Regions from separate parts of the Mus musculus genome. Here region 2 is linked to region 1. The links are chromatin contacts, called in public HiChIP or PLAC-seq maps. All regions are on one chromosome and are shown on one strand. Each heading gives the region's core, a stretch centred on a gene start, on an enhancer-like site or on the middle of the called end of the contact. The rest is flanking DNA. Distances are from core to core; before and after follow the strand shown. Region 1 overlaps Rab10 (RAB10, member RAS oncogene family). Region 2 overlaps Gm26520 (predicted gene, 26520).

What was found. HiChIP or PLAC-seq counts read pairs in DNA pulled down with a chosen protein or histone mark.
Region 2: a BATF HiChIP or PLAC-seq map of CD8 T cells shows a contact between it and region 1, with 8 read pairs. The contact joins two enhancer-like sites. A contact is called at or near these places in 1 of 15 datasets of contacts at CTCF or cohesin (CD8 T cells), 5 of 484 Hi-C or Micro-C datasets (Th1 cells, centroblasts, centrocytes and 2 more) and 7 of 115 datasets of contacts at active chromatin or transcription factors (CD8 T cells, bone marrow-derived dendritic cells, bone marrow-derived macrophages and 4 more).

Annotation. Positions count from the first base shown.
Region 1 is chr12:3,282,295-3,285,560 of GRCm38.p6, reverse strand. All of the region lies in intron 1 of Rab10 (RAB10, member RAS oncogene family), which reads left to right. Among named protein-coding and RNA genes, the nearest start is that of Rab10, 26 kb to the left of the region's middle. Within about 2 kb of position 1,495, at least 90 of the 459 cell types and tissues checked have an H3K27ac peak or open chromatin away from gene starts, as enhancers often do. A contact at or near this core is called in CD8 T cells, bone marrow-derived dendritic cells and bone marrow-derived macrophages, where this site is marked.
Region 2 is chr12:3,347,589-3,350,826 of GRCm38.p6, reverse strand. The region is part of intron 1 of Gm26520 (predicted gene, 26520); the gene reads left to right. Among named protein-coding and RNA genes, the nearest start is that of Gm26520, 7.9 kb to the left of the region's middle. Within about 2 kb of position 1,261, at least 87 of the 459 cell types and tissues checked have an H3K27ac peak or open chromatin away from gene starts, as enhancers often do. A contact at or near this core is called in CD8 T cells, bone marrow-derived dendritic cells and bone marrow-derived macrophages, where this site is marked.

The DNA of each region.
Region 1 (3,266 bases), core at 246-2,745:
CGAACGCCAAATGTAGAAAAAAACTATTTCATGTATGTTTCATTTATTGTGCCTCTGCCTCCACATCCAGTTTTTCAAGAAAGAATTTTGCTATGTAGTCTGGGCTGACCTGGACATGCATTCTACTTGCCTTAGCCTCCCGGGTGCTAGGATTATAAATATGGTTATAATTTCTGTAGTTGAACCATTTGAGGTTTGTTTTATTTTTGGAAATGTGGTTTTTCTGTGTAGTCTTGGTTGGCCTAGAACTCCCTCTGTAGACCTGGCTGACCTTCAACACATAGAGAGATCTTCCTGCCTTTGCCGCCTCTGAGTGCTGGGATTAAAGGCATGTACCACCATGCCAGGCTGATTACTTTTCATTTTTTAATATAATTTTTATTTTATATTCATTGGTGTTTTGCCTCCATGTATGCTTGTGAGAGTGTGAGCCCTGGAATTACAGTTTACAGACAGGTGTGAGCTGCTATGAGGATACTGTGAATTGATCCTGGATTATCTGGAAGAGCAAACCTGAGCCATCTTTCCAACCCCATTTCTTCCTTTCTAATTAAAGTTATTTTTTTAATGCATAAGATTTATTAGTTTTAAGTGTGTGTGTGTATGTGTGTGTGTGTGCAGATCCCTGGAGTTGGATTTACAAGCAGTTGTCAGTCACCTGACATGAGTACAGGGAACTGAACTGAACAGTTCCTCAGCAAGAATAGTACATGTTCCTAATGGTTTAGCCGTGTCTGTGGCCCTAATTTTATTTTAAGTTGTGTGTGGCAGGGGTACATATGTGTCCATGTATGAGTGTGAGTATCTGCAGGTGCTTGTGGAGGCCAGAGCCTTTGGAGCCTTTGGAGCCTTTGGGGCTGGAGTTAGAGGAGAAGGTTGTAAACTGCCTGATATGAGTGCTGGGAACTGAACTTGAGTTAAGTTCTCTGGGAGAACAGTATGTACTCTTAACCTCTGAGTCATCTCTCCAACCCCTACAGAATTGAAAAAGAGTATTAATTTAAGACTGACGCATAGCTAGAGAATAATAGCAAGGCATAAAAAAAAAAAAAAATCTCAGCTATCCAGTCATGGTTGAAGATACCTTTAATCCCAGCTACTTGGAAAGTTCAGACTGGATGATCTCAAGTCCAAACTTTGGGTTATGTATCAGTTCACTGCCTGTCTGAGGAACTCAGGGAGATCTGTCTCAAAAAGAAAGTAATAAAACAGGCCTGAGATATAGCAGATAGAGTACCCATCTAGCACCTGTAAGGGTCTGGGTTCACTTCCCAGTCTCCAGCAACAATAACATGTCCTTAATTGCTCAGATTTCTGTTTTTTGTTTTCAAGACAGTCTCATATAGACCAGGCTAGCCTCAAATTCGGCTGTGTAGCTGAGGGTTATCTTGAGCTCCTCCTCCTCCATTTCTCAAGTACTGGGGTCACAGATGAGAACCACTGTGCCTGACTTTGTTTTCGGTTTTTGAGACAAGGTCTTGTTAGCCTGAAACGTTCTATGTGGTTTAGGTCTTAACCTCCTGAATGAGTGCTGGGATTACAGATTACAGGCATGAGTCACCATACTTAGCCTGGTCAGATATTTTTGGTAAATATCTTGGTTTGAGAAAGCTGAATGGCAGTCTTAGCCTTACTTTGCATCGCCTATTACATTGAACTATACTGGACAGCTATATATATATTTTTTTTTCTGGAACTCTTTAGATTTGAAATTTTCCATCCTTGGCTTTATCATGGGATCTAGCCTTCATGGTCTCCTGAATTTTCAACAATACATAAAGGATGCACCTTTGCTTTTCTGTGATGAGAGCTTGCTACACAATGTAGGTTTGAGAGTGCAGTAGAGAATAGTGGGGCAAGAATCAGGTATTTGAAGAAGAAATCTAATTTTATATGGTTTTGGCTCATTTTTACACAGGTATATAAACTTTTATAATCATGTAATCAAGTTTGTATTATGTTGAGCCTCAAGGATTATTTCTTCTTGAATTTGATTTTGTTTGTTAGAAATTTTTGGAGTACTGTTTCTTTTCTTCTTTTGATCTCTGAAAAGTTAACCATTGCCTTTTTACAGGAAGGCCCAAAGAAGCAGCTTAGTGACATGCATTGATAATATAAGTGTATCATAGCCAGGTCTTGAGTGTGGTGATAGAAAACTTCGGAACTGGAAACATTTAGGTTTAGTTTGACTACTTCTAAATGTCCTTATCTTTACTGCCCTGCACCCCAAAGAATGTCCCTAAAATGGTAGCATATCCTGTAATTCCAGCACTTAGAGGCTGAGGCATGGAGTTCTAGGCCAGCCAGCAATCAGCCTGTGTGTTACAAAGCAACAAGTACTAGGTCAGCCAATGCTAGGTTGCAAAAATGTGCTGTCCCTCAAAACAAAACCCAGAAAAAAATGAGTTGTGGTAAGCCTTGACCTTTGTGTGCCTGTTTTTGTGTGAGTACGTGGGGAGTCATTATGAAACAGCTGCCTCATTGTGAGACAGTAGAACTTCTTCCAAGGACAAGCACCTTTGAGATAGTTGCAATTAGCCCTTTTATTTTTTATTTTTAAACAATGGTTTTTCAGACTTGAGGACTTGGTGGATACTTTCACAAATGAATCAAGTGACAGTATTTGCTGCTGCTGATAAAACTCATACTTTACAGTTTTGGAAATCTTGTGTGATTCTCTGTGGCATATTTTCCTATACTTCAATTTTCTTCTTCCTTGCATGGGGGCTCATGCCTGTAATCTAACACTTCGTGAGGTAGAGACTGGAGGACTACTGTAAGTTCCTTCAAGGCCAGCTTAACTTCAGAGACACTGTTTGAAACAAAAAGCAAATATCTGGTCAGTTCCACAGTGATGAAAACGTGGCTTTTTTCATATTACATAATGAAGTATGTCAGCATTTTAAGGAACTTGTAACTCAAACCAGTAATTCCAAATGGCCAGTACATGACATTAAGAATCTCATGTGTCAAGAAGACCTATTGAAAGTGTGAAATAACTAATGGATTTCAGTGTAGTATTATAAAGTTCAGCAATAGGGCTTCAGATTCCAGTTTACAACTATCTTTAACAAATTATGGGGCTGAAGTGATGGCTCAGAGGTTAAGAGCACTGGCTGTTCTTCCAGAAATTCTGAGTTCAATTCCCAGCAACCACATGGTGGCTCACAATCATCTGTAATGAGGTCTGATGCCCTCTTCTGGTGTGCAGTCATATATGCAGGCATAATAATGTATATATAATAAAGAAATAAACCTTTTACAGA
Region 2 (3,238 bases), core at 12-2,511, 66 kb before region 1:
TTCCAGGCAATCTTCAGCTACAGCCTGTACTATAGATGTGAAATCCTTTCTCAAAAAACTGAGGACTGACTAAATAAGTGAATGAAAAGGAATCACACCTGAAGTCAGGCATGGTGGCCCACCTCCGAGGTTCAAGGTCACCCTCAGCTACCCACAAAGTTTGAGATCAGCCTGGGCTACATGTGACCCTGTTGAAAACAACAGAAACCCTCAACAACTATAAAAGAGGAACGTACTTTAAACCATTCAAAAAGGAAGGTGGCCAAACTGCTGCAAAATGCACACTAAAGGCCAACTGTCGGCTGGCTCCTGTCCCAAGGAGTCACAGAAAAGTCTGGGCAACCTCCCATGAGCCACTGAGTTAACTTTAAAAATCCAAGTCTGCCTCACTGGCAAAGGCCCAGGTGCTCGCTGAGAGCCATACCAGCGCAAAGGCCATGCTGACAGCTATGGGACATTAATCCCCTCAGGAGATCCTGTCTTACCTCACAAGGTTTTGAATCTCTCGAGAAGAAGGACAGCTGGTGACTTCAGGGAGGGAACAGTGGGAGAACTGGCCCCAGGCTGCAGTCAGGAAACTTGAGCTCCAGCCTGGCTGGAGACCACGGTGCACCCATGCCCCTGGGCCTCATGGTGACATCATCTTCTGAGCTTGTGCCCTTATATGCCCATCAAGGGGCAGCCCTGCTCAGCTACCCACTCAGAGATGGTGTCAGGAGCAAAATGAGCAATGTATTTAAAATCTGTATAAAAATACTTTGAAAAGTTTAAAGTGTTAAAATCATATGACTTGTTGTTAGGAAAAGGAAGAGCCAGGTGTTGTGGTGCATGCCTTTAATCCCAACATTGTAAGCAGAGGCGGTCAGATCTCTGTGAGTTCAAGGCCAGCCTGCTCTACAGAGTGAGTACCAGGACAGTCAGAGCTATGTCTCAGATAAATAGATAGACAGACAGACAGACAAAAGAGGAAAGCGACAGGCTTCTAACTCTGTCAAAGTGATTATTCATCGGGGTAATTAAACAGGTGAAACAAAGGAGCCCTAGCGAATGGTTTAAGCCTCCCATGATCATAGCTATGGTCACAGAGCTGGGACTAGCCCTGTCCCTTCTGTGCCTTTCTATGCTCCTTAGGATGGTTTCCTTGTGGTGCTATCATGTTCCAGTTCTTGCCATGAGGCAATTTCCCAGGAGACCTGTGGAAAAATACCTCAGCCAGCCACATACCTCAGCATGACTGAGCAGCAGAGAGGGGGGAGATGAATAAGGAGGAAGTGTGAGCACTGAGTCAGCAAGAGGATGTATCAGACCTAAGCAGAGAAAGAAGAGGATCAAGGCGCTCTCTCTCTCTCTCTCTCTCTCTCTCTCTCTCTCTCTCTCTCTCTCTCTCTCTCTCTCTCTCTTGGTTTTTCGAGACAGGGTTTCTCTGTGTAGCCCTGGCTGTCCTGGAACTCACTTTGTAGACCAGGATGGCTCGAACTCAGAAATCTGCCTGCCTCTGCCTCCCAAGTGCTGGGATTAAAGGCGTGTGCCACCACCGCCCCGTGTGTCTCTTAAATTTAAGTTACAGAAAACTTTATTTTGAAACACAGTCTCCACAGCCCAGGCTGCCCTGGAACTCATTTGATAGTCTGGGCTGGCCTCAAACTTGAGTTGTTTTCCCTACCAAGACCACCATACCCATTTTGTATGTATGTATGTATGAATGCATGTATGTATATGTGTGTGTGTGTATATATGTGTGTGTGTGTGTGATATGTGTATATGTATATATGCCTGTCTCTATACATGTATGTATATGTGTATATATGTATGTGGGTATGTGTATGTGAGGTCTATCCACTTGGGGCTAAGAACAGCCCAGATAGAACCTAGTAAGTTGTGAGTAGTAACTCAGGGTTATTGTTAGGAAAGTGGATTCTAACAGCAGGGAGGGTAGGCAGCTGCCCAGCGTTTGTGCTGTTTAGGACTTATAATAAATATAAAGGCTATCTGTGTGGTTTTTATCTGGGAACTTAATAACCTAAGGTGGGGTAGAAACTCAAGGCCAGGATTTAAATATTTACAACAACATATATGTGTATGTATGTATGTAGTGTGTGAATATATGTATGTATATATGTATGTGCTAGAGATTAAACCTGAGACTTCACTCGGATGAGGCAAGTGCTCTGCTATACTGAGCTGTATCTCCAGATGGTGGCAGCTGCTGCTGCTGCTCCTCCTCCTCTTCCTTCTTCTTCCTCTTCTCCTTCTCCTCCTCCTCCTCCTCCTCCTCCTTCTTCTTCTTTTTAAATTTATTTATTATTATATATAAGTACACTGTAGCTGTCTTCAGATGTGCCAGAAGAGGGCATCAGATCTTATTACGGGTGGTTGCGAGCCACCATTGGTTGCTGGGATTTGAACTCAGGACCTTTATGGAAGAGCAGTCAGTGCTCTTACCTGCCTAGCCATCTCACCAGCCCTCCTCCTCTTCCTCCTCCTCCTCCTCCTCCTCCTCCTCTTCCTCCTCCTCCTCTTCCTCCTCCTCCTCCTCTTCCTCTTCCTCCTCCTCCTCTTCCTCCTCCTCCTCCTCTTCCTCCTCCTCCTCGCCCTCCTCCTCCTCCTCCTCTCCCTTCTCTTTCTCCTCCTCTTTTTCCTCTTCTTCCTTCTCTTTCTCCTCCTTCTCTTTCTCCTCCTCCTCTTCCTCCTCCTCCTCCTCTTCTTCTTCTACCTACATTTGTTTATTTATTTTTGTGTGTGTATACTATAGAACATGTAGAGTGCAGACAGCTCATAGGAGTTAGTTTGAGAACCTTCCACCATTCAGGTCTCAGGATCAAATTGAGTGGTCAGGCTTAGTGACAGACACTTTGTCACTCCAGACTTCTTTTTAGTTTCTACTTTGTTGTAAGTTGTAAGGTGTTACTAGTTTGCCTAGCTTGGCTTTAAATTCATCATTCTGTTCTGCTGGGCAGTAAGCCTAGCTTTTCTTTTCTTTCCTTTTTTTTTTTTTTTTTTTTTTTTTTTTTTTTTTTTTTTTTTTTTTGATACAGGGCCTGCCTGGCCTCAAGTTCACAGAGATTAAAGGTTTGTATTATCATGTTGGGCCTGGGCTTGACTTTTTGTTTTTTAAAGACAGGTTTTATTATGTAGCCCAGGCTGGTCTGAATCTGCCTCTGCCTCCCAAGTGCTAATATTACAAACATATGCTACCATAGCCTATTGTTCTCTTTAAAGTTAAAGTCCCCACCTACCC